Linked DNA regions of Mus musculus: regions 2, 3, 4, 5, 6 and 7 are each linked to region 1. A link is a contact called in public Hi-C, Micro-C and promoter capture Hi-C data. All regions are on one chromosome and are shown on one strand. The core of a region is the stretch at or near the end of the contact, and the rest is flanking DNA. Distances in the headings are between cores, read along the strand shown.

Evidence for each region. Promoter capture Hi-C pulls out the DNA fragments that hold promoters and counts their contacts. A called contact is a pair of places that touch in the nucleus more often than the background predicts.
Region 2: a contact with region 1 is called in a promoter capture Hi-C map of stem cell-derived epiblast-like cells, with 2.2 times the contacts expected there. The contact joins the promoter of Gtpbp10 here to the promoter of Fzd1 in region 1. A contact is called at or near these places in 7 of 39 promoter capture datasets (the 3T3-L1 cell line, cranial neural crest, hippocampal neurons and 3 more) and 1 of 9 other capture datasets (pancreatic islet).
Region 3: a contact with region 1 is called in a Micro-C map of embryonic stem cells, with 4 times the contacts expected there. The contact joins the promoter of Cldn12 here to the promoter of Fzd1 in region 1. A contact is called at or near these places in 4 of 39 promoter capture datasets (hippocampal neurons, liver and stem cell-derived epiblast-like cells) and 2 of 484 Hi-C or Micro-C datasets (both in embryonic stem cells).
Region 4: a contact with region 1 is called in a Hi-C map of uterus, with 5 times the contacts expected there. The contact joins the enhancer-like site here to the promoter of Fzd1 in region 1. A contact is called at or near these places in 4 of 39 promoter capture datasets (the 3T3-L1 cell line, the SN4741 cell line and second pharyngeal arch cranial neural crest), 1 of 484 Hi-C or Micro-C datasets (uterus) and 1 of 115 datasets of contacts at active chromatin or transcription factors (astrocytes).
Region 5: a promoter capture Hi-C map of stem cell-derived epiblast-like cells shows a contact between it and region 1, with 5 times the contacts expected there. The contact joins the promoter of Pttg1ip2 here to the promoter of Fzd1 in region 1. A contact is called at or near these places in 2 of 39 promoter capture datasets (hippocampal neurons and stem cell-derived epiblast-like cells) and 1 of 115 datasets of contacts at active chromatin or transcription factors (the NIH/3T3 cell line).
Region 6: a contact with region 1 is called in a promoter capture Hi-C map of liver, with 2.4 times the contacts expected there. The contact joins the enhancer-like site here to the promoter of Fzd1 in region 1. A contact is called at or near these places in 5 of 39 promoter capture datasets (the 3T3-L1 cell line, the SN4741 cell line, cranial neural crest and 2 more) and 3 of 115 datasets of contacts at active chromatin or transcription factors (embryonic midbrain, forebrain and neural tube).
Region 7: a contact with region 1 is called in a promoter capture Hi-C map of embryonic stem cells, with 22 read pairs. The contact joins the promoter of Cdk14 here to the promoter of Fzd1 in region 1. A contact is called at or near these places in 3 of 39 promoter capture datasets (embryonic stem cells, hippocampal neurons and second pharyngeal arch cranial neural crest), 6 of 484 Hi-C or Micro-C datasets (all in embryonic stem cells) and 4 of 115 datasets of contacts at active chromatin or transcription factors (astrocytes, embryonic stem cells, neural tube and 1 more).

What each region holds. Positions count from the first base shown.
Region 1 is chr5:4,756,015-4,760,123 of GRCm38.p6, reverse strand. Fzd1 (frizzled class receptor 1) reads left to right here and starts at 1,908. Exons shown (of 1, transcript NM_021457.3): 1 at 1,908-4,109. The coding sequence starts at 2,544.
Region 2 is chr5:5,557,526-5,561,634 of GRCm38.p6, reverse strand. Gtpbp10 (GTP-binding protein 10 (putative)) reads left to right here and starts at 2,094. Exons shown (of 10, transcript NM_153116.2): 1 at 2,094-2,202. The coding sequence starts at 2,170.
Region 3 is chr5:5,513,083-5,517,191 of GRCm38.p6, reverse strand. Cldn12 (claudin 12) reads left to right here and starts at 2,216. Exons shown (of 4, transcript NM_022890.2): 1 at 2,216-2,427; 2 at 3,941-4,030.
Region 4 is chr5:4,022,480-4,026,588 of GRCm38.p6, reverse strand. All of the region lies in intron 21 of Akap9 (A kinase (PRKA) anchor protein (yotiao) 9), which reads right to left. Among named protein-coding and RNA genes, the nearest start is that of Gm40260, 53 kb to the left of the region's middle. Within about 2 kb of position 2,063, at least 112 of the 459 cell types and tissues checked have an H3K27ac peak or open chromatin away from gene starts, as enhancers often do. A contact at or near this core is called in second pharyngeal arch cranial neural crest and uterus, where this site is marked.
Region 5 is chr5:5,477,051-5,481,159 of GRCm38.p6, reverse strand. Pttg1ip2 (PTTG1IP family member 2) reads left to right here and starts at 2,017. Exons shown (of 7, transcript NM_001200025.1): 1 at 2,017-2,294. The coding sequence starts at 2,147. It overlaps Gm30325 (a long non-coding RNA gene), which reads right to left and starts at 1,993. Exons shown (of 5, transcript XR_868230.3): 1 at 1,891-1,993; 2 at 1-164.
Region 6 is chr5:4,079,013-4,083,121 of GRCm38.p6, reverse strand. Akap9 (A kinase (PRKA) anchor protein (yotiao) 9) reads right to left here. Exons shown (of 48, transcript NM_194462.2): 48 at 2,918-3,463. The coding sequence ends at 3,426. Cyp51 (cytochrome P450, family 51) reads left to right here. Exons shown (of 10, transcript NM_020010.2): 10 at 1-2,448. Among named protein-coding and RNA genes, the nearest start is that of Gm40260, 3.9 kb to the right of the region's middle. Within about 2 kb of position 2,086, at least 13 of the 459 cell types and tissues checked have an H3K27ac peak or open chromatin away from gene starts, as enhancers often do. A contact at or near this core is called in liver, where this site is marked.
Region 7 is chr5:5,378,584-5,382,692 of GRCm38.p6, reverse strand. It overlaps Cdk14 (cyclin-dependent kinase 14), which reads left to right and starts at 2,442. Exons shown (of 15, transcript NM_011074.3): 1 at 2,442-2,658. The coding sequence starts at 2,568.

The DNA.
Region 1 (4,109 bases), core at 659-3,158:
ATTTTTTTTCTTCAAAAATACTTTAAAGCAAGCTAGACATAGTGGTGTGTACCTGAGGTCCCAGCTACTCAAAAGGTTGAGGCAGGGGGACAGTAATGTTTACACGAAGACTCAAAACACGCTTTACCGTGAACATTACAGCTTCTATGAACATTAAAAAATATAATGATAATGTATCTAGGAGACAAGTACCTGCCATTCTGATTTAATAGGTATTGGTATGACTGCAGGTTCCCTCGGACACCAACGAGCTTCACGGGGCCTGCCCGGATGTAGACAAGCCTCATCTTGAGTGGTGATCTGTACAGTGTATCGGAATGTTGATGTTTCTCCACGCGAGCCTGAGTCCTGCTCCCTCTTTCAGTCGCCCTGGAACCACTTCCCGCTTCTGTGGGGGAAAGCCACCTGCACTAGCTATCTATTGTTTGAACAGTTTGGTTCATGATATTTTGTACCAGCTAAAGAGCCCTTTCTTTCCTGTCATGACCAGGGCATGTTCTCCTTGCCTGCCCCTCAGAAACTTGAGGGGTTTGTTTGTTTGTTGCCTTTTTGTTTTGTTTTCTGTTTTGTGCTTTTCTCTTTTGCATTTTGCATCTATTTCTCCGATGACCCCTCCCATTCCTCATCTCCCGTGTTAGCAGGTCATTTACTTCCCTTGCGTCCCTTTTGAGAATGGGTGGGCACTGCCATCACTGGTGACGTTCCTGTGCCCACTGTACTATGCCCTCCTTTAAATATGTGCCAGGGCTTCCTCTGTGCTCCCTACCTCCTGAGACAGTGCTCACTGTATCATGGATGCTTGGTAAATATCTAATGAAAAGTGAATCTGTATAAAAGAAGATAGAAAATAATTCGGGAACAGTCTCGTGAGATAATATCTAATGAAAAGTGAATCTGTATAAAAGAAGATAGAAAATAATTCGGGAACAGTCTCGTGAGATAAGTCTAATCGAAGGGGGGGGGGACTCTTGATAGAATTAATAAAACATAATAGCACTTTATTGATAAATCCGACTCACACAAGTTCTTGAAAATAAACTTGCAAGAACAAGCATGTGTGTCTGCTGAGGTTGATTATCCTGGTTTGAGTCGACTGACTGACTGTGCTTGGTCTTTCAGACTCACTTTGGTCATGTGTTTTGTCCTTCAAACTAATAGCTTCAGCTTTGACTACTTCCACTGAGGAGGAACTTAAATGACCCAGGCCTCAGAAGTTCCCAACAGACCCTGCAGGGTCCCCAGTGTTTAGAAGCGGCCCTCAAATGGTCCCAGATTGATCCTCCTGTCTGGATGTATGGCTCCCGTGTCTCACGCTGGAGCACCCAATGCGTTGGTTCTCAAGCCGGTTTTCCTCCAGCATTTAATGAATAGCTTCTGTTTTCCTTTACTTCTGTTTCTGATACCATTAAAGAGAAGGGGGAAAGTTTGACTACACGACGCATACTACTCACAGGAGCATCTGGGTTTACAATTTACATCCCACCAAACTTTGCGTTTTGCTTTCATTTGACAGCGATCGGGGGAAATGGCGCGTCCAAAGTCCACCAAGGCCAGTCTGTGAGCTCCACGGTTTATTGGAGTCATAGTTTAAACAAAACCTCGACAGACTTAAATTCAAAGGAAACCCGACTCTCAAGTCAGGGGCACGCAATCAGAACGCAGCACTCAAAGTAGCAGTCTGTGACCAGAGAGTCGAGGGTAGGATTATAAAATATGAAGACAGATAAAAAGCAAGACAGAGCTAAATCCCCGCGGCCAGCCGACTCCTATTCATTATCTCCTGCCGCATATGGGACCATTCTCTTACTTGTCCTCGCCCTTTCTTCTGCAAAAGCAAAAGCGACCTAGCCTGTCCGGCTTCATAGCTACTCTTTGTGCCGGAGCGGAGTCTCTGCCACCGCCACCACTACTTCCTCCACCTCCTCCGGTCTGCTGCGGGCTCCAGTCCGGGCTCGGAGGGAAAGGGCTCCCTTTGCGCTGTGAAGCGGGTGCTGCGATTGGGCGACGGTCCCTGAGCCGCCAGCTCCGCGTCGGTTTCAAGGCTCCTCCCTCCCGGTGAAAGACAGACTGGGGGGCGCCTAGAAACCCGTTGGAGGGCGCGCGAGGGAGAGCAGAGGCTGCGAGTTGAGGGATTGACACAAATGGTCAGGCGGCGGCGGAGAAGGAGGAGGCGGAGGCGCAGGGGGGACCCAGGGCGGCTAGGCTGCCGAGAGTTGGGCGCTCCTCTGCCCGGCTGCGACCACTAACGCGGCGCCGCCTGACAAGAGCCACAGCCTGCCGCGGGCCAGGGAAGAGGGACGCGACCCCGGCGCGCCTGGACCACTCTTGCTCTCCTCGCCGCCCGCGCTTCATGAACCGCAAGTTTCCGCGGCGGCGGCGGCGGCTGCGGGACGCGGAGCAGAATCCCGGGGAGCGGGCAGAGAGCGGCCGCACCCCGACGGAGGGCACGGGCGACCAGCTCTCCCGGATCACAGTGGGAGCCACCACCCGCCGCGCCGCTGCCCGTCCCAGTCAATCCGCGCCGAGGAGGGAGCCGAAAAAGTATGGCTGAGGAGGCGGCGCCTAGCGAGTCCCGGGCCGCCGGCCGGCTGAGCTTGGAACTTTGTGCCGAAGCACTCCCGGGCCGGCGGGAGGAGGTGGGGCACGAGGACACGGCCAGCCACCGCCGCCCCCGGGCTGATCCCCGGCGTTGGGCTAGCGGGCTGCTGCTGCTGCTTTGGTTGCTGGAGGCTCCTCTGCTTTTGGGGGTCCGAGCGCAGGCGGCGGGCCAGGTATCCGGGCCGGGCCAGCAAGCCCCGCCGCCGCCCCAGCCCCAGCAGAGCGGGCAGCAGTACAACGGCGAACGGGGCATCTCCATCCCGGACCACGGCTACTGCCAGCCCATCTCCATCCCGCTGTGCACGGACATCGCGTACAACCAGACCATCATGCCCAACCTGCTGGGCCACACGAATCAGGAGGACGCCGGTCTGGAGGTGCACCAGTTCTACCCTCTGGTGAAGGTGCAGTGCTCCGCCGAGCTCAAGTTCTTCCTGTGCTCCATGTACGCGCCTGTGTGCACCGTACTGGAGCAGGCGCTACCGCCCTGCCGCTCCCTGTGCGAGCGCGCACGCCAGGGCTGCGAGGCGCTCATGAACAAGTTCGGCTTCCAGTGGCCAGACACACTCAAGTGCGAGAAGTTCCCGGTGCACGGCGCAGGAGAGCTGTGCGTGGGCCAGAACACGTCCGACAAAGGCACCCCAACTCCCTCCTTGCTACCAGAGTTCTGGACCAGTAATCCGCAGCACGGCGGCGGTGGTTACCGCGGCGGCTACCCGGGGGGTGCCGGGACGGTGGAGCGGGGAAAGTTCTCCTGCCCGCGCGCCCTCAGGGTGCCCTCCTACCTCAACTACCACTTTCTGGGGGAGAAGGACTGCGGCGCACCCTGCGAACCCACCAAGGTTTACGGGCTCATGTACTTCGGGCCAGAGGAGCTGCGCTTCTCGCGCACCTGGATAGGCATCTGGTCCGTGCTGTGCTGCGCCTCCACGCTCTTCACGGTGCTCACGTACCTAGTGGACATGCGGCGCTTCAGCTACCCGGAACGGCCCATCATTTTCCTGTCCGGCTGTTACACAGCGGTGGCGGTGGCCTACATCGCTGGCTTTCTGTTGGAGGACCGGGTGGTGTGCAACGACAAGTTTGCAGAGGACGGGGCGCGCACGGTGGCGCAGGGCACTAAGAAAGAAGGCTGCACTATACTCTTTATGATGCTCTACTTCTTCAGCATGGCCAGCTCCATCTGGTGGGTGATCCTGTCCCTCACCTGGTTCCTGGCAGCCGGCATGAAGTGGGGCCACGAAGCCATCGAGGCCAACTCACAGTATTTCCATTTAGCCGCCTGGGCTGTGCCAGCCATCAAAACTATAACCATCTTGGCGTTGGGCCAGGTGGATGGCGACGTACTGAGCGGAGTGTGTTTTGTGGGGCTCAACAACGTGGACGCACTGCGTGGCTTTGTGCTGGCGCCTCTCTTCGTTTATCTGTTCATTGGCACTTCTTTCCTGCTGGCCGGTTTCGTGTCACTCTTCCGCATCCGCACCATCATGAAGCATGACGGCACCAAGACA
Region 2 (4,109 bases), core at 845-3,344, 800 kb before region 1:
AAGCAATTGTTCTGAAATATTTTAAAATCAAATCATGAGTTATGTAGTGAGTCATGTGTGAATTTGATGAGTGACATGAAGAATTCTCCAGTGCTGCTGAGATGAGTGGTTTGCCTACTTTCGTCTTTAGATAAGCCACATTCCTGGGAAAGTATGTTCTTCTCTTAACAGAAATGCCAGAATGTTCATGCAATACTGACCCCTGCATAAGATCTGGATGATCCTCTGGGTCACCTAATTCCAGTTTTTAAATATTTAAATTATATGTGTGTATGTTCAGGTCTGGGGGTGTGTGTGCATATGCTCACAAACACACACACACAGTCATATCTGTGTGATGATATGTGCATATGAGTGCAGGTGCTTTCAGCAGCCAAAAGGGGGCATCAGATGCCCTGGAGCTGTTACATGAGCCTGTGAGACAATTAACCTAGATGCTAGGTCGTGGCTTCTGGTCTTCTAGACGAGTAGGAAATGCTCTTAACCAATGAGTCATCTCTCCAGCCTCATCTCAAGTCAATTTTAACAGCATATTTTTAGGAGAGCGAGTTTAGAGATTTAAAAGGTTTATTCTACTATCTTATTATCAGAATTATAATAAAATATCTTGCTGTGATAATGTTTTGTTTGAGGTATATGTATTTTTCTTTTGCTTACATCATCAATGATCCTTAGCATTTTAGATATCAATTTCTTATTTATATTTTATTTATTGTTATTATATTCTGTGTATGTTATGGGAAAGAGAGTGGGCCTATATTCAATAATCATAAATAAACATTAGAAGGTGTGTGCATTAGGCTAAACATTTTGGCATAATTTAAATGGCAGCACATTTTCTAGATTTAACAGGAAAAGTATGATAACAGCAACTTAATATTCTGGTTTTTAAAATAGTAAGTATATTTATTGAGGCTAACATCTGACATTTGGGTCAATATTTAATGTTAATCTACAGAGGCTAGAACCAACCAACCAAACATCTAAATGAAAATGACAGCTTCAAAGTCCAGGAACAGTAAACTAATCTAGACTGAGCAGTAGTTTCCACACTGTGTACTTCCAAATAGGACTCGCTCCTTTCCCAAATTCCCCATCCTATTGTTTAGGATGCAGAACCTTATCTAAATGAATTGGAGTCCTGTTTTCTAGTCTAGGACTCAGGCATGTAGCAGAATGCCCGTAACTGCAATTTTCAGAGTTTCAAGACTAGCCTTTGCCAGGTTCCAGCTAGGAAAGCGGCCTTAGAGGCGCAGGACCTCGGGCTATCTGTAACTAACTTTAAATCAACCTCATACTGAAAAACGGAACATAACAATTCCTTAAGGTTACTCTCAGCTGCACTGCCCTGGCCAGTGACCATGACTGAGTCACATTTCGCCAAGGATTCTAAACCTAATAATTCTAATGATAGAAAATAATAAATGAGCAGTGAAGGGAGACCCCTCTAGTACGCTCGTGTGCCTTTTTCACTTAAAGACTTGGCAGAAAGATTGGCGAAATGGGCCTGCCATTCAGTGATCTTTTTCTGAAGCTTCCTCTCCAAGCTGGAATGTAATCTCTCGTGTTCTCACAAGGACAGCCTTCAAATGAAAGGTGAAAACTCTCGGCTGAGTCCAGGTTGGGGTTTCTGTTTGCCTCCACTGCACACATCATCCTTTGTAAAAATCTAGATCGTCACACTTCTTTCAATACTTCTGTGCTACAAGTTTTAAGTGACTGGTTCCTGAAGTTTAAGCCTTGGCTAGAAAAATTGCTCAAGCCATCATCCAGCAGTCTTTTAGAGCTCTCGGTGTTTTGTACAAGTGTGTCTGTTGGAGGGGTCTTTCATCGTGAGAAAATCCTGGCACCTCAGGTTCTTCAGCTACCATAAAAATGTTTGTGAGGCAGGCCAGTCTCCAGCGCATAGCGTTCAAAGCGTCAACTCCAGAGACTCCTGCCCGGAGCCCTGCTTCCCCTTGCACACAACTTAGACGAATCTGGGCTCTGCACTCTCCTTCCTGCACCCAGAGGCGTCCAAAGCACACGCCCACCTTCCTCGAGCGCGATGCAGCACGCAGGCGCGGATCCGCTGAGACGTCACCTCTGCGACCAGTAGTGACGTCAGTACGCGCGCCCGACCGAAGTTTGTCCGGATTCTGCGGGCGGGAGTCCTGCCCCTTGGAGCTCATGGTGCGCTGCGGTTGCGCTTTGTTGAGAAAGGTTCGTGACGGGGGTCTCCCCAGCTTTGGTGTCTTCGCCGCTCTCCTCCTGGGTTGTCGTTCCTCGGTTCCCGTCTCCTGGGAGAAGATTGTGTCTCAGTGACACGCTGATGGCCGTTTGGGGTCCAGCTTTAGGGAATTCCTGTATTGTTCCCAAAGCACGTGAGAGGATAATTGGGGACCTGCCTGCGGTTTAGACCCGGCATTGCGGTGCACGTGCCGGCTTGTTTGTTTGTTTGGTTTGGTTCTCATTGTTTAAAAGAGAGTCCATAACCTGCTTTTATACATTTCTCCTCCTTTACACTGCTTTTGATATCTTTCTGAAGACTTTTCTGGAAGTCAGAATGTGTGTTTGCTGTGCCTCATATAGAGATTTTACGTCAATTTTTATGTAGTGCCTGTCTTAAAATCCACTTTTATAACAATCTGCAACCAACCGCTCAATTAAAAAAGAATCTCAGTGAGCTTAACTGGCAACGGTGTGTGAAAGCTAGAGGTCATGTACATAAGCTGTTGTTAGGAACAGCCATTATAAATGAGAGTCCTTAATAAATATGACAAATCTAGAAAATAAAGAAAAAGTCACATACTGAACACAGCTTTAAAAGCCCTTACCAGGAATATCTCAGGGTGGTCAACCTTCAGTTTGTTTTTGTTTTTTTTTAAACCCACAGATTTTTTTGATACCCAAAAGTACTGCAGATTACCAAAAACGTGAATATTAATTTAAACGATTGCTCTGTAATTTGAAAGCCTGGGATTATGACACACTGGCTTTATAAGAAGTTACCTACCTAGTGAGGGAAACTAAATGGAAAGTACCAGAGGATATAATCCAGTGTCCGAGGAAGCCTGAAAAGCCAGTCAGTGAGAGTGATGGGCCAAGGAGGCCTCAGATCATACAACCATAAGCCATAGTTTAGTTGTATTTGAGGATACATTGAAACTGACACCAGAAAATGGGTTTATGATAGAAAGAACAAATGATAATCTAAACAGAGGAGAAAGCATGAATAGAGTGGCAGGGAGAGTGGGCAGCTCAGAAAAGAACAGGAAGGCTCCAACAAATGACAGCTGTCCCGGTGAGATCCGGTGAGGGCTTTGAATCCAGCACTGTAAACTTTATTATTTCAGAAGCAGTAAAAACCCAAAGTCACGACTGTTTCTGAGTAAAGAGAGACATAGACATCGGGTTCACTTAAGGGGGAAAGAGATGCTCTTGGCTCATGGTGGCGGATGCATTAAGAAGGAATGATGAGACCCTGAAAGACCATTTGGAGTTCACAGTCAAGATTCTAAGAGGACAGAGGTCCTGGAAAGGAGTTAGGCTTCTTGGAATGCAAAAATTTTGGGGAAAAGCCATCTGTTTGTTCAGTCTTGGTGAGCAGATAAGCTTTGATAATTAACTGAGGGGACAGCTTTTTGCTGTTGCTGCTGATGATGATTTTAAAATATTTGGGGGCTCAGTGGTTAAGAGCACTAACTGCTCTTGAGTTCAAGGTCTTGAGTTCAAATCCCAGCAACCACATGGTGGCTCACAACCATCTGTGATGAGATCTGACGCCCTCTTCTGGTGTGTTTGAAGACAGCTACAGTGTACTTATATATAAAAACATTTTGTTTTGGAGGGAACCCAAAACAAAATTTGAGTGGGTACCCACCAGGTTACTTATTTAAAGGGTTTCAAATGTAAGTGAAAGGCACTTCTGCTTTCAGTTGTTTTAAACTATTAATAGCTTAACTTTTCCCGGGGATTGGAGGTGGGGGCGGGGAGAGTTACTAGTACCCACTGAGGTCAGGTTTGGAATGAAAACAGGGGAAAGGGCAGAAACCTTGGGGCTGGGTGGAACAATTGATCGTTGAGGAAGAGAGTGGGAAACGAAGTAATGTGAGAAAGGGGTACACAGT
Region 3 (4,109 bases), core at 967-3,466, 760 kb before region 1:
TTGTTCTGGCTTACATTTGAGAGTACAACCCATCACTGTGGCACTGGCATGGGAGGAGAGGAGCCATGAGGCACCTTGTCCACACACAGGAGGCAGAGAAGCTGGGGTCAGAAACAGGACTGGGGTTACAAGACCTGTGTGCTAGAGACCCACTTTCTCCAGTTCTGCTTGGGGGCTGACTGTTTCTTGCCTTAGATAGACTCGTTCACCATCTGAAGCAATATGGCCATCATGAGAAGAGGATAGCAGTGGACAGATAATAGACTTTTCTCCCTTTTTGAGTAAAAGTCCAGTTGTTACTATAGCAACACAAAATGGAAAGTATCATTAGCCAAGTCCTTGTTATATGTGAGGTACTGTTGTGCTTTTCTATGTTTTCCTTCTTATAAGATTTAGATTAATTTAATTTTCATGATTTTCTGGCACAAACACACTGTTCTACAGATGGAGACCATAAAACACAGCGGGTCTTCTTGTCCAAGGTAACAGCAGGGCAGAGTCAAACAAGAATGGGGTGGGATCGTTTACAGTCCTGTCAACTCTGAGAATTGAGTATCCTTTTTTGAGAAATTGCAAGTGAGAAGCTACAGACCATTTAAATGAATAGTATACAAAAAAAAGTGTGTACTTGCTTAGATTCAAAAGTTGTTCCCTAGCCTAGAGGTTCTTTGCAATTGATACCTACTAGGAAAGAGATCAGTTTTATCCAAAAGGACATCAACCACAGGAGCAGTTGGCTACTGCAATCAAGACTCCACGTCTTCTTGATTAGATTTGGTTTGGGACTTTTTGTTTGCTTTATTGAGTTTTGTATGTTTGATAAATAACATGAAGTTGGGTGGGTAGGGAGGTGAGAAAGATCTGAAAGGAGTTGGGGGAGAGGGAAATATAATCAATATTTGTATGAAAAAATTAAATAATAAAAAACTTGTCATCACAGAGGCCTGGGATATGGGAGGCGCCCAAGAATTCTATGGGGGTGACCTTAGCTGTGACAGCAATGGAGATTTGGAATCTGAAGAGCTTACTTCCTGTAGCGAGACAGGAACCCTGGTGGAGTGATAGAGACACCGATCCACACATAAAACTTTCAACCCAAAATTTATCTTGTCTACAAGGAATGCAGGCACAGGTGATGGAGCAAAGACCATCCCATAGGCAAGCAACAATCCCTGACACTATTAATGATACTCTGTTATGTTTGCAGACAGGAGCCTAGCATGGTTGCTCTCTGAGAGACTCCAATCAGAAGCTGACTCAGACAGACGCAGACACCCACAGCCAAACAGTCTCCAGAGCTTGGGGACTCTTACTGGAGAATAGGAGGAAGGATTGCTGTGCCCTGAAGGAGATAGGAACTCCACAGGAAGACCAATGGAGTTAACTAACCTGGACCCTTGGGGCTCTCAGAGTCTGAACCACCAACCAAAGAACAAACACAGGCTGGACCTAGGCCTTCCAGCTCATATGTGGGCCCCAAACAACTGGTGTAGGAGCTACCTCAAAGCTGTTGCCTGTACTTGGGCTACGTACCTGGCTGGGCAGCCTTGTCTGGCCTCAGTGGGAGAGGAAGTGCCTAGCCTCACAGAGAATTGAAGTGCCAGGGTTGGGGGGTCGAGAGGGCTCCCCGACTCAGGAGAGGGGGTTGATGGGGATAGGGGCAGTGTTCAGGATATAAAGTGAATAAGAAAAAAAAAAGATAATTAAAGAAAAGAGTTGTCAACATCGACAGTTTTTGTTTCTCTATTTGTGTGTATGTATATAGTGCGATGGAATCAACTGGAATTCACAGGCATCATTTTTGCTCTTTTTAACTTAAATACTGTGTATGAGTCCTTTGACATATTTATCTGCACAGGATGCACATATCAGAGAAGACGAGAGAGGATAGCTGATGTGTAGAAGAGTCAAATTAGAATACTTAATAATTAGTTTTATGTATGGAATTTTGCTGCAGTAGGGTATCTTTTGCCTATAGTTAACCCCAGAAGTAACAAGCAAAGTGCCCCTTGTAAATTTGTGTGGCTATGGAGTTAGACCTTTTTTTTTTTTTTTTTGCACTTAATGAACAACTTTTGATTGAGTAACCAAACGAATCTCAAATTTGTCCCTCATGCGTGTGATTGAGAGCATTCTAAAGCAAGCCGTAAACCTATCCCTAATAAGGTGCAAGAGGAAACGAGGGAGGCGGGACCCGGAAGAAGGAGGTGGTCTCAGGAATTGGCCCGCGGCCAGCGGCCCGATGGATGCTAGGAACTGTAGTTCCCGGCAGCCAAGGTATTCCCGAGCGGAGCCAGGGGAGAGCCTGACTGGTTCCCTGAAGCCTCCGGGGCGGCTTCGCCAGAACGCACTTCCGCGGCAGCGGAGGGAGACCAAGGAGCCGCGGCTCGGAGTGGGTGAGCGGGATGCCCGAGCCGTGAGGAGCCGGTAGGTGTGGTCAGGGACGCTCCCGTTTCCGAGTCTTTTGCAAGTAGTTGAAGGTGTTGCGTGAAACGGCGAAGCGGCGGCGAGTCGGCATTTGAAAGGTTGCCCACATGGGTGGACGTGGAAAAGTGGCCGAGGAGGTATTTGGTACCGCGTTTACAACGTTTTCGTCCCCTCCGAGGAGTGTGGAGCCGCGTTGCCGGGGCAGCCGAGGGCTGGGGGCGGGCGGGGGTGCGAGCTGCGAGCTGCGAGCTGGCTGCTATTTTGGACCCAGCGGCTGACGGCGCTGGTTGTGTAACGCTGACCTGCTCGCTCTCCCCACGCACCGGGCAGGGGTGGGCGAGCGGCGAGCGTGCGCCCGGGGAGGGCTCACGCCATTGGCTGGGCGCAGCCGCCCCCCCTTTGCCAGGCTCGGCCGCTCGGGGTCTCCTGAGGACGCGGCTCCCACCCGGACGTGCCGATCTGGCTGCTGCTGTCCCTCGACACTGCCCTGCTCTGCGAAGGGGCTAGTCTTCACTGCAGAACTGCTATGCCAGGTGACCTCATGGCAAAGGTTGCCCAGGGGTCCGATTGGGGTCATTGATTGTAAAACGAGCCCTTCTGACTTCGAAGCAACAATCTTGATTGATAACAACTCAAGAATCGTAGATGGGAGGTGGGGAACCTCGATGGAAATCAGCACCCAGGCCACATCCTGCATAATTACTGTAATAGGGCCAGCGATAAACGCCTGGATCCAGGAAGCTGCCAGGCGTTTATGAGTTTTTCACTCATCCTACCTGTTTGAGTTAACTAGTATTCCAACAGGAAGTCACTCCTCTTTAGAGATATGAAAACATACCAAATGGCAGGTTGAGCCAAGGACGATAGATACCACACAACATAAACTAAAAAGGACATACTAGTTGCAAATTTTAGGTTGTACAGAGCAGATTAGTTTTGTCTGGTTTTATGGTAAATACCGTCTTTTAAACATTTTAGAAAACAGTGCATTTCTTTTCATTCCAAGGCAACTGCATGGTGCTTTCTTTCACCGTGCTCCTTATGACACGGTAGGCAGGAACTAGATCTTGAAAAATAAATCTATTAATTTTTTTCTTAGATTTCTAACCCAGTAAAGTGATTTGTGATTTTTAATTTTAGCCTTAATTATCCCGAACTTTCAAATCACAAAATAAGAGTTATTTTCCTTTGAGGCTCATATCTAATAGTGAATATAAGAATAAATTGCCTGTGCTATTTTTTTTGTTGTTGTTGTGTTTTTGTTTTTGCTTTGTCGTGGTGCTGGCGTTTGAACTTTGGGCCTTCTACATGATGGGCAAGCATTGTAGCTGAGCTACACCCCTAACCTTAAACTGCCTTTTTGAAAAACTTATTGCTTGCCTGTTTGGCTGTAGCATTTTATTATTAAGTCTAGACAATTACTGCCCCCCCCCCCCCCCCAGTTATATGTGAGTTAAAATAGAGTTGCGAAGGAAGGACTGTAGTAATTTGGAGCATTTTTCTACTTTGGTAGGTCCAGATTATCTCTGCTTTGTGTGCAGATGTGCTCCTGTTGCATCTGAGTTCACTAAGCTGACTTTGGAGGATCAGGCACAGGGAAAGGGTGAGTATGCCCCTGTCCCTGGTTATATAATGTTTCTGCTGTCTCAGTCAGGAACGCTGCTGTTCTTCTCTTCTTCAGC
Region 4 (4,109 bases), core at 814-3,313, 730 kb after region 1:
CTGACAGAAGCCTGATATAGCTGTCTCCTGAGAGGCTCTGCCAGTTCCTGGCAAATACAGAAGTGGATGCTCACAGTCATCCATTGGACAGAGCACAGGGTCCCCAGTGAAGGAGCTAGAGAAAGTACCCAAGCAGCTGACAGGGTCTGCAGCCCAATAGGAGGAACAACAATATGAACTAACCAGTACCCCCAGAGCTCCCTGGGACTAAACCACCAACCAAAGGAAACACATGGTGGGACTCATGGCTCCAGCTGCATATGTAAGCAGAGAACGGCCTAGTTGGTCATCAATGGCAGGAGAGGCCCTTGGTCCTGTGAAAGATCTATGTCTCAATATAAGGGAATGCCTGGGCCAGGAAGCAGGAGTGGGTAGGTTGGGGAGCAGTAGGAGCGGGAGGGGATAGGGGATTTCTGGGGGGGAAACTAGGAAAGGGAATAATATTTGAAATGTAAATAAAAAAAGTATCTAATAAAAAATTAAAAATAAATAATTCATATATTGATATAATAATGAAAACATAATGTTACTTTTGTGCTTCACATGAGTAGTATTTACTGTACAATGCAGATTGTATTGTCACTAGAGCTTACAGTCACTCTAAATCAGTGGCTCTCAACGCTCCTACGCTGTGACCCTTTAGTACATCTCCTCATGTGGCAGTGACTCCAACCATAACATTACTTTTGTTACTATTTCGTAACTGCAATCCACTGTTATGAACCACAATATAAATATCTGTGTTCTGTGATGGTCTTAGGAGACCCCTGTGACAGGACAGTTTGACCCCCAAAGGGGGCACAACCCACAGGCTAAGAACCGCTGCTCTAAATAAATGTCCAAAATATACACATCCAATTATTCTTAATTTATACGATATTTAAAATACCACTTAAAATATTATTTCAATGAGAATTCATATGAAATGGAAGCTATATCACCACAAAAAATAAAGCTTTATCTAAACACTTTTACTTGTTATTGGGAACAGGACTTATTCTTTTTAAACGTAAAATATACATTTACTTAGATGATAAAGAAACAAGACCATAAAGTGTGAACCCATTTATATACAAGAACCTTTTTGAATTTAGTCGCAACCCCTATTTCTGAAAGTATTGATCACTTCTGCATATGCACATGCAAATCTCTCCATTAAATCATCTAATTGTTACCTACTAAAAATGGGAACTTAATTTAGGGCCATAACAAAATAGCTGTATTTCTTTCCATACTTCAAATTTATTACAGAAACTCAACAAAGGATTTAAAACAAAATAATAAAATTGCCAAACCTTTGCTTTTATCTCTCATTTCATAAGATGTAAGCTAGCTAGTCAGCCAGTGCATTTAAAGATTTACAATAAAAACACAACAGCAAAAAAACAAAACAAAACAAAAAAGTTGAACCAATCAAACAATAAAACTACCAAATAAATTAGACATGATAGCACAGTGGGATCCAAATTTCACAGGGATAGAAAATCCTCTTTAACCTAAGCTTGCTTAAATAATTAATACTTAAATTTCTCCCAGCCACTCAGGGCATGACTGGTCCCTTCTATGTGCAACAGCATACACTATATAAACAAATCAAATGAAGAGCTTTTGCTCCTCAGCCAACAGCACGGAAGAGGGGTAAAGCATCAGCAACGAGTCTATCACTTCAAACACTGTTGGTGAGGCAGCAAAACTATTCTGAACGTCATCTGCCATGTTAAACATTAGCTAGGATTTATAGTTGAAGTTATTCAAGTCATAGAAACAATGATGATAATCCTAACATCAGAGAATTTCACAACTCATTTAAAGTTCCCTTGAACCGGGAATATCAAACATGCAGGCATTTTATGCTGAACATTTAACCTTAGCAGTGTTTACAAAATACATTTCACCTTAAAGGCTGAAAGGTTATTTCTCTATAAAATTACTAGGCTCATTAAAAGAGAAAGTAAGTCCCCACGGTTGGAAAAACATTTTTTTCAGAATACAGGCTCCCTTCCCCTGGTCTAGAGCTCGAGCCAACAGGGCATCAGATTACAAACATGTTCTAACTGGCTTCCCAGTTCACAAGGCAGTTCTAAACACACAACAGCTACTCTCTCAAACACAGTCACTCCACTTTTTATTTTGGATCAGTATTACACAGGGATACAGGATCTCACAGACACGAAGGATCTTTTTAAATAGTTTGACTGGTGCTGGAGAAATGGAGTATTGCGCTCACACCACTGTCTGATGTCAAAGGCAGCTAAGCTGGAGTTTTAGGAGAAATTCAGCCCCTCCACCCAGCCCTGGTGTACGAGTGGGAGCGCTCCGCCAGCATCAGCTCGAGGGCCGGCTCCAGTCACCTCCATACGGACAACGACATTCCCGTCTCATTACAGTTCACTACAGTTCTCAATGGCTGCTGAATACTTACTGAATAAGGAGGGGTAGGCAGTGAAATTTTAGAAATAAGCTTTACTATATGTCCGTTTCTTCTGTGAGTAAAATGAAAAACAGAAGTGTTGATAATTACTGAGTTACTGTCATCCAAATGTTCACACAGAGGATAAGGATATGGCAGAGGCACTCGAGATTCAACTTCATAGACGTCTTCCTCCTGGTCTTCCAACCAAGAGCCACTGAGCTGGCCAGTGGCCAAGTAGGTCCTGTAAGAATCCATTCTAGATAAAGCTGCCAAGGTTCTCCGTCTGCTCCATCCAATCTACTACTAACTACATCACAGAGTCCTTGTTGATTTATTAAGAGATCCCATACTGGCACAAAGTTTTCTTTTTAATACTCACAAATAAAATAAATTCATATAAACTGAACAACAAAAGATACAAAAGTTCAGCTTAAAAAAAAAACAAAACCTCAAATTTCAAAAAAGGACATTAATCAAAAAATACAAAAGCAACAAATAAATAAATAAATAAATGCAACAAACAAAAATAGTCCCAATTAGAATAATTAAATCCTTGTCAAATGAAAGGACAAGATTATAAAGATCTAACTAGTCGAGCAGTAGACCTGCTCTCAGTATCCAATGCATCTGAGGTAATAAAGAATCTCCTCCTCCGAGGCTGCTGGCCGGCACGGTCAGCTTGTAAATCTCCATGGCGGCACTCTTGAGAAACTCGGCTGAAGGACTTTCCCTTGCTCTTTAAGCCTCTCTATTCGAAAGCCAAAGCGCCTCTGAACTGAGCTCTTCAAACACCGTCCATGCTGAGCCAAAGGTCTCAGCAGTGTCCCTGAGGAACAGGCCAGAGCAGAGGCTGAGACAAATGTCACTGCCTATAGGTGAGCCGAGAGACAGGTAGTCAGCGAGCACGCCCACACAAAAGCCTGCCTGACAGGATCCAAGCTCCACGTCAGAGCTTTGAGAAGGGTATTTAGATAAGTTTATAATGCTATAGAAGGTAAGCTAGTGTTTTCCCATCTCACTAAAAAGTTGCTTCAAGGCTATAAAACAGAAAGTATGCTTCTGTTCGTGTTATTAATTCAAGTCTATCAAACAATCATTATTTCTGAAAAAATTGGTTATTTCCCCATAAATAAGACATTTAAGAAGTCACTGGCCTATAAATGTTTTGGTTATAACCGATTTCTACAGTTTCTAAAATGTATGTTAAGGAAAATGTTCATTGTATAGAGAATGTAATTGCTGTACTTTGTATTATATATAATACTTGGCAATTACATTCTCTGTAACAGCCTTTGAACCCTGACTAAGATGCTAAGGCCCAAGTTGTAAATAACAGCCAGTCTCTGGTAGCTCGAGAAACTTAAGCAACAGCGTGGAAAACAGCCACTCAGAATTTTAAATTTAAAAAATACTGTTGATAATTAAATAGATTCTCAATTATGAAAGTTGCTTAAAATAAGACAAATGGGAAAACCTATACTAAAGCAAGCAGGCAATACCACCAAAACTGTGTTTTATAGTCATTCTAATTCCATAGTCTGTGCGAGCATTCAAATTCTTCCTAGTGAACTAGTAAGCAAGGCAGGAGACGGGGAGAGGGGGGAGAGAGACAGTGACACAGAGGGACAGAGAGAGATTGCGAGTCATTTCCACAGGAAGCTCGGAGCCTGTGGTTGGGAAGTACTGAAGGAGAAGT
Region 5 (4,109 bases), core at 768-3,267, 720 kb before region 1:
TCAAGTCAACCAATCTGTGCTTTCTCCTTTAAAGCACCCTCCCAGACTACAGTTACCAGTTAACCATCACTCAGAGTGAGGCTAAGTAGTGTTGGCGAACACAGCACCACGTCCCAGAACTCTTCCAGCAGTGTTTGTGTTAGTTTGGGTCCTCGAAGAGTCATCTGCCAAAATACATGCAGGTTATCCATTAGGGCACTGTTGGAAAAGATGAAAAGGGAAGGGCCAGAGAAGGCATGGAGAACCTTTAAACCCTCGTACAGCACTAACACCTGTGAAGCAGAGAAGACAGAAGTGTTGGTTGGCAGGGGTTCAGAACACCTCACAGTTCCAAGAAAGTTTCAGAGAGATTTATGGGTAGTCTGTAAGCCAAAATCTCCCACTCCTATTAGCATCCCTACAGTGTTTAGTCTTGACTGAGCCATTTGCAGGAAGCACAGCATGCGGATGAATACAGCGCAGGAGTCTGCGTCACAACAGCTGAGCTCACCACGCACGTGTGCTTTGATCTGGGCATTCACGGCCCGATTCTATGTCATGGTGGCTTTTAGCAGATCAAATCCTTCCAAGTCTGAAACCAGAGGAGACATGCATCCTTGCTCCAGCCTTCTGTAAAAGCTCTAAGAGTGTCTTAAATTGGATACACTTAGAATCATTTGCCCAGGCCTGAGCGAGGAAGAACTCAACGCCTGGAGTCTCCCAGTTCTAACATTTCAGGTTCTGCTTCCATGTCAGGAGCTGCACCATAAGAGCCAATGAGCAGCAAGAAGCACACTTCCTGAGATGACGGAAGGGTGTGTGTGTGTGTGTGTGTGTGTGTGTATGTATGTATGTATGTATGTATGTATGTATGTGTATGTATGTAGCAGCTAACTCCAGTTGCTTTCCAAAGGCACTAGCAATTCACAGTTGTGCCAAAGGTGGCTTGCCCCACATGTCCAGCAGCAGGGTTAGTTTCCTTTGTAAACGGTTGCCCACCCGATGAACACAGCATCACAGTTCATTACTACTCTTTTTTTTTTTTTGTACTAGCTATGATTTTTTCCCCTCGGGATTTATTTCCTACTTGGACTTTACTTTTCTATAAATGGGCTCTTGATATCCCTGCTCATTTTCTCATTTTGCATTTGTGTCTCCCCTGCTTGTGAGAACACATTTCATATTACAGCAAACAGTGCTCTGTTTCATGTCTGCCTAATAGACAAGGAAAAAACCGAATTCTTGATCATGTCTTTCCTCCTTTCTTACGGGTCAATAGTAGATACTTCATTAGTAAGTCACAATATAGATCATAAATATGTGAGGAATATGGGAAACCATTCCATCATCCATTTTTAAAAACAAACAGAATGGTCATTGCTGAAGGACACATTGCCATCGTCTCCCATCACTTAGCGTTCACTCTCCATGCTCACACGGAGTCAGGAGTGCTCCAGGCCCAGTCGTTCTGGATCAACCTCCCCCAATGCCTGCCTTGTCCTTTAATTGTGTACAATTATTATATATCTGAAAGTTCATTTTTTTAAAACATAGATTTACCTTAAAGGGGAAAGTTTATATCCTTGTCATTGTATATTTTAACTACTAAAAGATTATGAAAATAAGAGGTTCATCTGTATACTACCTAAAACACACCATATGTTGACCAACTGCATTAGAACACACCAACTGTCCCAGCCAAGTCAAGGGCAGGACTAGAAGTTTTCAGACAGTGAGTTTCACAGCCTCCTGTGTACCACACCGAGCAGGGTAAGATCGTAGAGATTCATTTATATCTGAGGCATGCTATCCTGAATGGCAAACCACTTTATATATTATGGACATTGGAAATTAGAACTTAGTCCTTTCATCAAAAATCAACAATATGTCAGAAAAACAAAACAAACAAACCAAGTAGGCTTTGAGGGCAGAGAAAGAGACCTTGATCAAGTCCAGCGGACAAACTGCACGTGGTATTCAGGGCTTGAGACTAGTGCACACCCGGAGTGTGATCTTGAAGTTCTTATTCTAGCCAGAACATTCTAAGATTCTGCTAATTATGCTGGCATGAAAGGGTCAGAACAGGAGGGCCCAGCGCCCAGGGCTGGGCAGGTTCCCTGAGCAGGATTATCCTGTCTAGTCCGGTACCCAAAGGGGGAGAGGAGCCATGTGCTGGCTGAGGGCATGGAGCCACATCCTCCTGCCCGTTTTCCTCTCTGTAGCTCTCATCCAGCTGATTTTCAACTTATCTGACCATAAGACTAAAACCCACCATCACTGGAAGCGGAAAATCGAAGCAAAATACGTTGAAAAGGGTGAGTGACTTGTGAAATCAGGCACAGTGCTATGGCTGTACCCCACTGGCTTTTTGGTTGGGGTATCCTGACTGGCTCAATTGTCCGTTTCAAAATTTGCCTTTTGGTGGTGGTGGTAAGACATGTTTAAGGGAGCTTTATGTTTTGGGGGAAATCTTGTTAATATTGGACTTGTTCTTCCTTTTACTACCTAAACTGTATTGATGAGAGCTGGAGGTATAAACTGGCTACCCGTTTTAATATAAAAAGAACTTCAGGGCTGGCAAGATGGCTCAGTGTTAAGAGCACTGACTGCTCTCCCGAAGGTCCCGAGTTCAAATCCCAGCAACCACATGGTGGCTCCCAAACCATCCGTAATGAAATCTGATGCCTTCTTCTGGAGTGTCTGAGGACAGCTACAGTGTACTTACATATAATAAATAAATAAAAAAAAAAATAAAAAAAATAAAAAAAAGAACTTCAAAGAAAAGTGACCATTTTCTCCATCTTGACAACTCCCTCATTGCCAGAGGCCAGACATGTTGCTTGGGGGACCTCTCATACTTATTCTGGTTCCTATGTGATTTTAGGGTTACCAGGAAAGACAGATTAAGATAAAAATTACTTCTGGTCAAGAGGTTGGAATTTATGGCTTGGGTAGAGACCCAGCATTCCATTTGAGGGGGCTATCCATCAGGCCAAGGGGCTATCCCTAGGAAGCCAAGCTAGAGAGAGAGACAAAACACTTAGTCCCTTCCTGAAATGATGTAATTTGTTTTCCCAGAGTACCTGCCCAGGTGCAGCAGCTCACAAAGCTGCACGCGTGAATCTCAAGTCTGACCACTTCTCCTGAACTCTTTACATCTCTTTTTTATAAGCGTGCTTTCCCCAACACTTTGGGCTCCTGACTTCTCTAAGGCCTCTCCTATTCCCACTGTGAGGCTGTGTGTCAGCCATGTATCTGACCTCCATGCTGGATCAAATAGCATGTCCTTTTTCCTTCTTTTCTCCATTGTCCTTCTTTGGCCAACTACTGAGATTTATAGCTTCCCTCCCTTGGGCATTGTTTTGTTCTTTTCCTTTTTAAAGATTTACTTATTTATTGTATGTGAGTACACTGTGCTGTCTTCAGACATATCAGAAGAGGGCATTGAATCCCATTACAGGTTGTTGTGAGCCACCATGTGGTTGCTGGGAATTGAACTCAGGACCCCTGGAAGAGCAGTCAGTGCTCTTAACCACTGAGCCATCTCTCCAGCCACTGTTCATTTCCTTTTAAACATGAATAAGATTGCTCTTGAGCTTAAACAAAAAGCATAGCAATTTTAAAATTAAATAGAGAGATTTCAAGTTAAAAATCAAGTAAAAGAGCCTGTGGCATTTTATATTGGCACGAAGTTCAACAAACCATGATGACACACTAATGACCTCTTGTTTACCTAAAATATGTTTTTAAAATGGATACAGCAAAAGCACTATTTAAGAAAGAACATCTGACAAATTACACATTTATGTGGGAAGTCAACAGATCAAGTGCAGCATTGGGGCAGAGAACATTTTCCAACAAAGGCAGGGACAGTTAGTTTGTTAAGAAAAGATGCACTTCAAGCTGAAAAGAGTTGGGGTATTTACACCAGCTAGCACATGGTTTGGGGTGTCATCTGCAGAGTGTAGGTTTTCCTCTCCTGATGCAGTTCTATGCACAGCTTTGTGTGCTTCATGTCTCATTAGCTTCTCAATGCCATCCAGGAGACCGTGTTGGTATTGTAATAATCTAGGCTCTCTAGAGTGCCTCTCCACCTATGCTAATCTAGTTGGCCTTGGTCTCCTGGTCTC
Region 6 (4,109 bases), core at 837-3,336, 680 kb after region 1:
GAGGAACAAGAAGCCAGTGTGGAGAGAGGACCGCAAGCCGCAGCTGGCAAAGAATGAAGCCTCTGAGAAGCTCTCGTGCTGTACTGGGTTGAAGAGTGTGGTTCTGAGAGCCAGTTTATGATTTTAATGTTTTATTAACTCGGTGATTTTTGTCAGACCGAATGGCATTTGAAACAGTTTATAGTAGTTTTGATAGGATTTCAGGGAAGCCAAGTTTATGTTAGAAATCATTTGGGGGGGTGTGTCTTGGAATTAAGAAGATATAGAATGCAGCATCCAGGTAATTAACTCCACACATTGCCACAGGGAGATTTGGAACTGGTGTTTGAAGTTTCAAAGCCTTGTCAAATGCTACAAAGGTAATGGGGTCGTGTAGTTGGGCCACTTCTGTGCGTAAAGATATGAAAGGATAAAGGTTAAGTTTACTGCGAAGCTTGAGGTGGAAGTAAACGCTACTTAGATGGTGTGGTGTGTCCTTTGAAATGTTAACTGGAGCACCGCTCCTGGAAGATGGCAGCGATCTTGAACCTTGCCTTGATAACCTTAATTCCTAAAAGTAATAAAATCTAAAGAGTGCTTATGTATGTTACTGGTCCCAAATGGTCACAGTTTTGTGAAAAATCCAAAATCAAATCCTTGTAAGACTTTTTTATTTTAATTTGGCTTAAGGTTTTTTGTTGTTGTTGGGAAGTTTAAATTTACCAGGCTTTTAAAAGTGTCTGATTTTGAGATTAGTGAGTTCTGGCCTTGAGACTGGGGAATGGGAGATGGTATCATTGCCCGTATTCTGTGCTCAGGAGACAACCTAACAGATTGTAACCACGGACCCAACTCTGTGACATGCCCTTAATCTGTGTTAGGAGTAAGAATAGCTCTGTTGCTGGAGTGGTGCTGCACACCTGTAATGCTGTTATTCAGGACCTGCGGCAGGATTGAGAATTTGAGGCCAACCTAGGCTACGGAGCAAGACTAACACACTCCCCAAAATAAAACCTCTTTTCTCTAAAAGTATGTGTACTGGCTGGTCTTAGGCACTTGACACAAGCTAGGGTCATCAGAGAGAAAAGGAAGCCTCAGTTGAGGAAATGCCTCCATGAGATCCAGCTGTAAGGCATTTTCTTAATAAGTGATCAATGGGAGAGGCTCCAGCCCACTGTGGTGGTTCCATCCCTACGCTAGTGATCCTATGAAAGGCTGACCGTGACATGAGGAGCAAAACAGTAAGCAGCACTCATTTATGGCCTCTGCATCAGCTCCTGCCTCCAGGTTCCTGACCTGCTTGAGTTCCTGTCCTCACTTGATGATAAACAGTGATATGGAAGTGTAAGCCAAATAACCCACCTTCACCCTCGGGATTTGCTTTTTGGTCATGGTGTTTCCTTGTAGCAAGAGGAACTGAAACTCCGTTACAGTTTTAAGAGGCTTTTGAAGACTCCCAGTGAAGGCCTAAATCTCTGCTGTTAAAGGCTCCACATTAAAATTCTCTGAGAAAGTTTTACTGGTTTGTATTCATGAATTTGAACTTGTGCTTCAGTAAGTACAGTTCATGAAATCTGGGCATATGGAAGCTTACATCCTATTTGCCTGAAATAGGTTCCTTTTAGTATTATCTTTGGTTATTTAGGTAAGTCACTCTTGTTATCAATGCCCCATGAGAAATCAGGTATTTTCATAACAAGTTACAAAAGTTGCTCACCTCTCAAAAGTGTGCTTGTCTCTTACTGAGTGGTTGTTAGACTTTTAGGTCATAGATGTTACATTTGACGTGTTAGGTTAAAACCTTGATTAAAGTTTGAAGACTGTTTGTTTCTAAGTAACAGATTTTCTTTGCCAGTGTAGATGTTTTGTGTTTATTATTCCTAGAGGGGTTCTAGACTTTGATCAAGTCCCTCCTTTTACTGTGTGGTTGTTAAGACTTTTAAGTCATAGACGTGTTAGGTTAAAACCTTGATTAAAGTTTGATGATTGTTTCTAAGTAACAGATTTTCTTTGCCAATGTAGATGTTTTGTCTTTATTATTCCTAGAGGGGTTCTAGACTTTGATCAGATTGGTAGATTCCTGGCAGAGTTGTGACTTGAGTAAGGCTGTCCTGTTTACTGTCTAGTTTTAGACTTTGACATATTTTCAGTGCTGAGATTTAAAAGGGCTCAAGCACTAGAATTCCAGATTGAGATACTGACCACAGACGAGCTATTAAGTTATTGTGAACAACACAGCAGAGGCTGAGGGCCATAGGGTGTTAGTAGGGTAGACTAGCAGTAGGGTAGATTGGCTGGCAAGCACCTGTCCATCTGCCTTTTCCCGACTGAACTGTCTTGACTTGGCAACTGTATTAGTTTTTTAAAGAGTTTAATGCACAACTTTCCTGCTCAACTAGTTGCTTTAGAATAGTTTTGATATTTTTAGAAAGCCTAGTTGAAATTTGGGAAATAAAATTAGAAATTCCCAGCAATGCACAGCTTTGTGATTGTCTTCATGTAGTGCAGAGACCATTAATAGTGAAACACTCTTTTCCAGATGTAAACCAATACCACAGCTATTTTAGTCAGTGCAGTGCTAGTAGGGAGCCCTCTGGAGAACAGTATTCTCTCTGAGACTTTTCCAATTAGAATTTGGCTGGCTTAGCAGGACGCTTCCTGATTTTTGCTACACTCTTATGGATACAATTTAATATTGAGAGCTGATTTCTGCGTCTAGATTTGTAAGTCTCTTTGGACATAAGAACACGAAATGTAATAAAACATGGACTAATCATAAACACCAGTGCCACCTTAGTGTTGAAAACAGGCACATTAAGAATGTTCTTTAATGAAGGCAGAGCAAAACCACACTTTGGATCCTGAGCTGAGACAAGTAACAAGATGATAGGGACCACGAGTTGTGGCTTAGTGAAAAATCAAGAAGGTTCAACTACAGTAAGGTGAAAATGGTGAGGTCTTTTTATTTCAGTACTTGACAAAATACCCATAAAGTTCAAAACTTTGACCATTATACAAAAATAGGTCTCTACAAGTGATATGTTGTCTTCATCACCAGTAGCAAATATATTAAGCAGAAACATGTAACTTCAGTAGCTTTGTAAGAAAAGCGCAGGGCACCGCAAGGTACTCGTCCAGCAGCACTGTCATTTGAAAAAGTTTAATCTTTTCACCCACCTGATAAATACACAAAGTTTATAATTTAATCACTTAAATTAGCATTCCACAAATATACATGTAATTTAATGATTACTGTGCATGAACACACACACATTGCTTATATACACAAACTCCAGTTTGTCTTCATGTGCTGCTGCTAAGGATTTGTATACAATCATAAGCTGTGCATGTATTGGTCCCATCGAATATTCACAATACAAAAGCACAAAAGAGCCATTGATTTACAAAAGGGAATCTATTTAATATTCAATTAATGTTTCAACGGATTATCTCCTCATGCCAAAGTGAAATTGAGTAGTGGACCCTGTAAAATAGAAAACAAAGCAATTAGACTTTGCCTATATAATGGCATCCAGCTGACATGGGCAGATGGATCTGTTTAACACCATCTCAAAATGTTGGGGGCCCGTGACATTTTTCAGTGGTCAAGGTGCTGCCAAGCCCAACAATCTCTGAGTTTGATTCCTGGAACCCACATAGTGGAAGGAAAACCAATATGCAAATTTTCTCATTGCTACAGCATGGTTGTGCACACACATACACAAATGAAACCTGAAGGTAAATGAAACCTGAAGGTAAAACTTATTTTTTAAGTAATAATGTATGGTGTGTGTGTGTGTGTGTGTACGTACACATGTTTGTGTGAGTGCAGCACAGAATGCCCTAATTCACTGGATCCTGTAGAGATGGAGGTACAGGCAGTTATGAGCTGCCTGAGACGCAGTGTTGGGAACCACAAGTAGGTCTCTAGACAACAGTTTGTTGTTTCTCACCCAAAGCCATCTTCAGCCCTCAGCTTAACTATAGCTCCAAGAGGCTGACTATATTTAGAGGTTACCTTGACTGCCCTATAGCAAGGGAAGCGAGAGAGAATGCTGATGTATTTCATGAGCACTCTTAAGGTTGCTTGAATGAAAAGCTAAACTACCTCTAAACAACTGCAGTCGGCA
Region 7 (4,109 bases), core at 1,193-3,692, 620 kb before region 1:
TTTGTTTCCAGAAATTTCGTAAATTTCAGAAATGTATATATATATTTTGCATATTTTGCCACAGCTTAATATTAAATGTTTTCCCCTACTAACCCTAGATATAGTGACACAAGTTCATGTTATTTTAAAAAACGGTCACAAACAATAGCTTTGTATGCATAGATTGTAAACTGGCTTTTCAAAGTTTAGAATATTAGAAATATTGGGAAGGTAAAAAGGATGTCACACCCATGCACGTGCAGGTACATGCACAGCACACATACACAAAGGCTATCACACCCATGCACATGCAGGTACACACACAGCACATGTACACAAAGGCTATCACACCCATGCACGTGCAGGTACATGCACAGCACATGTACACAAAGGCTATCACACCCATGCACGTGCAGGTACACGCACAGCACATGTACACAAAGGCTATCACACCCATGCACGTGTAGGTACACATACACAGCACATGTACACAAAGGCTATCACACCCATGCACGTGCAGGTACACGCACAGCACATGTACACAAAGGCTATCACACCCATGCACGTGTAGGTACACATACACAGCACATGTACACAAAGGCTATCACACCCATGCACGTGCAGGTACACGCACAGCACATGTACACAAAGGCTATCACACCCATGCACGTGCAGGTACACGCACAGCACACGTACACAAAGCATGCCGGCTGCAAACACTCACTACTGAGCCACGACACTGGGCCTGTGTCTCTCTGTACTCAGATCAGACATTTCTAAAGGAGACAGCAGTACAGCTGCAGATACATAGCGCTCTAAGGTTTTATCATTAGCTATTTTTTCAACTTTGTTGACTGGAAGAAGGCATCAGTGTTTGGATCTCTCTCCGTCTCTTTTTTCTCTTTGTCTCTATCTCTCTGTGTCTCTGTGTCTCACTCTGTCTCTGTTTCTCTCTCTGTGAGTTCAGTTGTAACTGCTAATTTTCTAATTAGTCTGACCAAGTGGTAAATGTCAATAAAACTTTTTTTCCTGCATGAAGCCACAGTTGGTGCTTTCTGTAATTACTGAGATATGGCTGTCAGGACCCAACATCCCTGCGTTTAAACTCTCTTGACTTTGCTATGGATTCCTGGCTCTCTCCTGTTAGGGGCTTGGCTTGACTAGCTAGCAGCTTTTTATCAGTGGCAATCTACCAAAACCCTGTAATGTGCTCAGCACAGGGCAGAACAAATCAGTGTTCTACCTCACAATTTAAGGAAGGCAGGGGGCTAGTTTTTGTTTTAAGATAAACATCTTTCGACAAAACACAAACTCCCCAAAACTTCCTTTAAACTAAACAGCATTGTCACACCCACAAAAGCTCCTATTACTTACCCAGCCAGATGACTCAAGATCACTAACGTTTCTTTCATAAGGACTTTGCTGGCCCATAATCAGTACACCAGGCCAACCCCCATCTTCCTTCACCCTCCCCTGGGAGACTGACGTTTGGAGCACCTCATTTATTAGAAAAAAAAAAAGACTGTTTTCTGCCGGAACTGTTTGTCCCGGGGCTTTTTAAAAAAGCCACTCTTAAGATCCTTTTCAAGTTCATTCACTGAAGTGGGGAAAGGAGGTGACAATAGGTTGTAAGTTTACCGATGACCAGAGTATCCTGCTGAGGAGTCACCCACAGTGACATTCCTGTCACCCAGAGACAGGGCTGAGGCAAAACGCAGGTGCCCTGACTTCTAGAAGTTCCGGGGTGGGGAGCATTTTCAGCTTTTGCACTGTACCCCAATAAAATGGGGCCTCTCCTGCCCTTTGGAGCACCCACTTTCCCTGCAAATTAAAACCAACCACCCCACGCCATAAAGTCTATCCTAAACCCGAATGCGTCCCCAAGGTCTTCGAGCACCTCGTCGGACACTCCCCAACATTTCCGGGTCGTGGGCCAACACGGACCGCACCGGGTGGACTGGCCCGCCTGCGGGCTGCGGTCCCGGAGCGCGCGGAAGGAGCGCGGCCGCGGCGGGCGGAGCGCGGGCGGCCGGGAGGGGGCGCCGCCCGGGCGCGGCGGGTCCGGGAGGGCGGCGGAGGCCTGGGAGTCGGAGTCGGATTCGGAGCCGGAGCGCGGCGCGGGGTCGCGCGGGGGTCCCGGGCGCCAGGCCTCCGGCGAGGGCAGTCGCAGGTCTCCGTGCAGCGCCGCCCCTCGGGCTGGGGAACTTGTCCCGCTCGCCCGGTCCGCAGCCGCCTGCGCCTCCTCGTCCGCGGACCCCCATCTCCGGCCGCGGCCGCGCGGCTCTTGCTTACAAAGGAGGGAAAATGCGGCGGGCGGCCGCGCAGCGCGGGGGCCCCCGGGCGGCGGGGATGGCGGCAGCCCCCGGCACCACGTAAGACGCCCCCGCGCGCCCAGCCTCGGCCCAGGCCCGAGCCCCGCAGCCTGGCGAGCGCTGCGCGTCGCCCGCGGCCCGCGAGGAGGCGGAGGCGGAGGAGCAGGACGAGGCGCCGCCTTCCCCGCGCCGCGCGCCCTCGCCCGCCGTTGTCTGCGCTGCGCTGCGCTGCGCTGGACCAGTTTCGCGAAGTTGCCGGGGCCCTACGCCGCCCAGATGTGCGACCTCATTGAACCGCAGCCGGCCGAGAAGATCGGCAAGATGAAGAAGTTGAGGAGAACTTTGTCCGAGAGTTTCAGCCGCATCGGTGAGTGTAGTCGACTGTCCCCAGTGTCCTGCGGGCGATCCCGGGGCTCGCTCCCTCAGTCCCCGCGCCCACTCCGTGCTCCGGGCACCAACCAGGCGGCTGCCACCTCGGGGTGAGCTGCGAACCAGGGATGAAGGAGAGGACTCCAGGCTAGGGCAGGGACCAGCTGGAGGGCCATCCCTCTGCCCCCAGGACCTGGGCTTCGTTCGTGGACTGTCTTAAGCCTCCAATTTGAGTTCCTCCTCCCCGCCAATAGTATCTTTGGCGCCCGCAGTGAACCGGAGAGGGAACACCCGGTCCCCACCGCCATCGGGTTTCTGTGGCCACCTAGGTTACTTAAAGCGAGTTGGTTTTAAGTGCTTAGCCAATAATTTAGCTTTGGGAATTGTTGAAACGTTGACATGTGCCTGATGTTGTTTAATGTACTCAACCTAGAGGAAGTGGGACAGATACCTTGGGACCTTTTGTTCCGTACTCCGGGTCCTATAATTGGAGGTTTGGGTGTTCGGTTTGTAGGTCTTGAAACCTTCCAGCTGCTGTGGTGAAGGGTGAGCTGTGAAGTTGTGGAGACATTTATGAATATGTCTCCTGAACTTGCTCCATTAGTGCAGTCCAGAGGCTATTGTCTTCTTTAAAAAAAAAATCAACCAACTTAACAGAGCATAAACACACAGCATTAACAAAACAAAACAAAACAAAACGCTCAAGGAATGTTTAGGATACTTAATGAATACATGCTATAGGCTGCAGCAAGATGACAGCTGTGTCCGGTGGAATGGGTTTGTTGAATCTTGAGTGTTGGTGGCAGAAAGTGCCTGTAAACCTGGAGGCATAGCTGCTACCTAAACTTTGGTCCTTAACTTTCTTTGATACAGGTAACTGTGCAAAGCAAGGGAATCCTATAAGCCCCAAGCCAACACATGGGAGTGTCCCAGCATACCTTCTGGCCTTTGGCTCACCTGTTATGTTAGTGAAAGTTAATTAATTAATCATAAGCTAATTCCTTAAAGCCCTGATGTGCCAGTGAGTGTCTGCAGTCTGAAGACAGTTTGCATGTATGGACAATGAACTATGAAAACATGGATAAATATTTAGTCAAGCTTATTATTATTATTATTATTATTATTATTATTATCAATTTTGTTTGACACTTTGCTTTTCCTGAGAACACTGTAAATCATGTGCAGAAGTCATATTAGTCGTGCCTTTACTTATTACATGCGTTGAATGTACACAGACTCATTTTTCTGAGTTAGGCCTGTGAGTGTGGAGTCCTACATTCAAGTGAAGTTTGAAGCCAAGAGGAGTGTGAGAGTGAGGTGTGGAGTCTGTGCATTATTAACAAGGATGTTTCAGGGCTGGACCCAAAACACCACCCAGGCGGGTTCTGGAGTCCATTAGGGCCTGTTCTAAAGCACATTAGCTAGATAGTTACTAATGCTAATGATTCC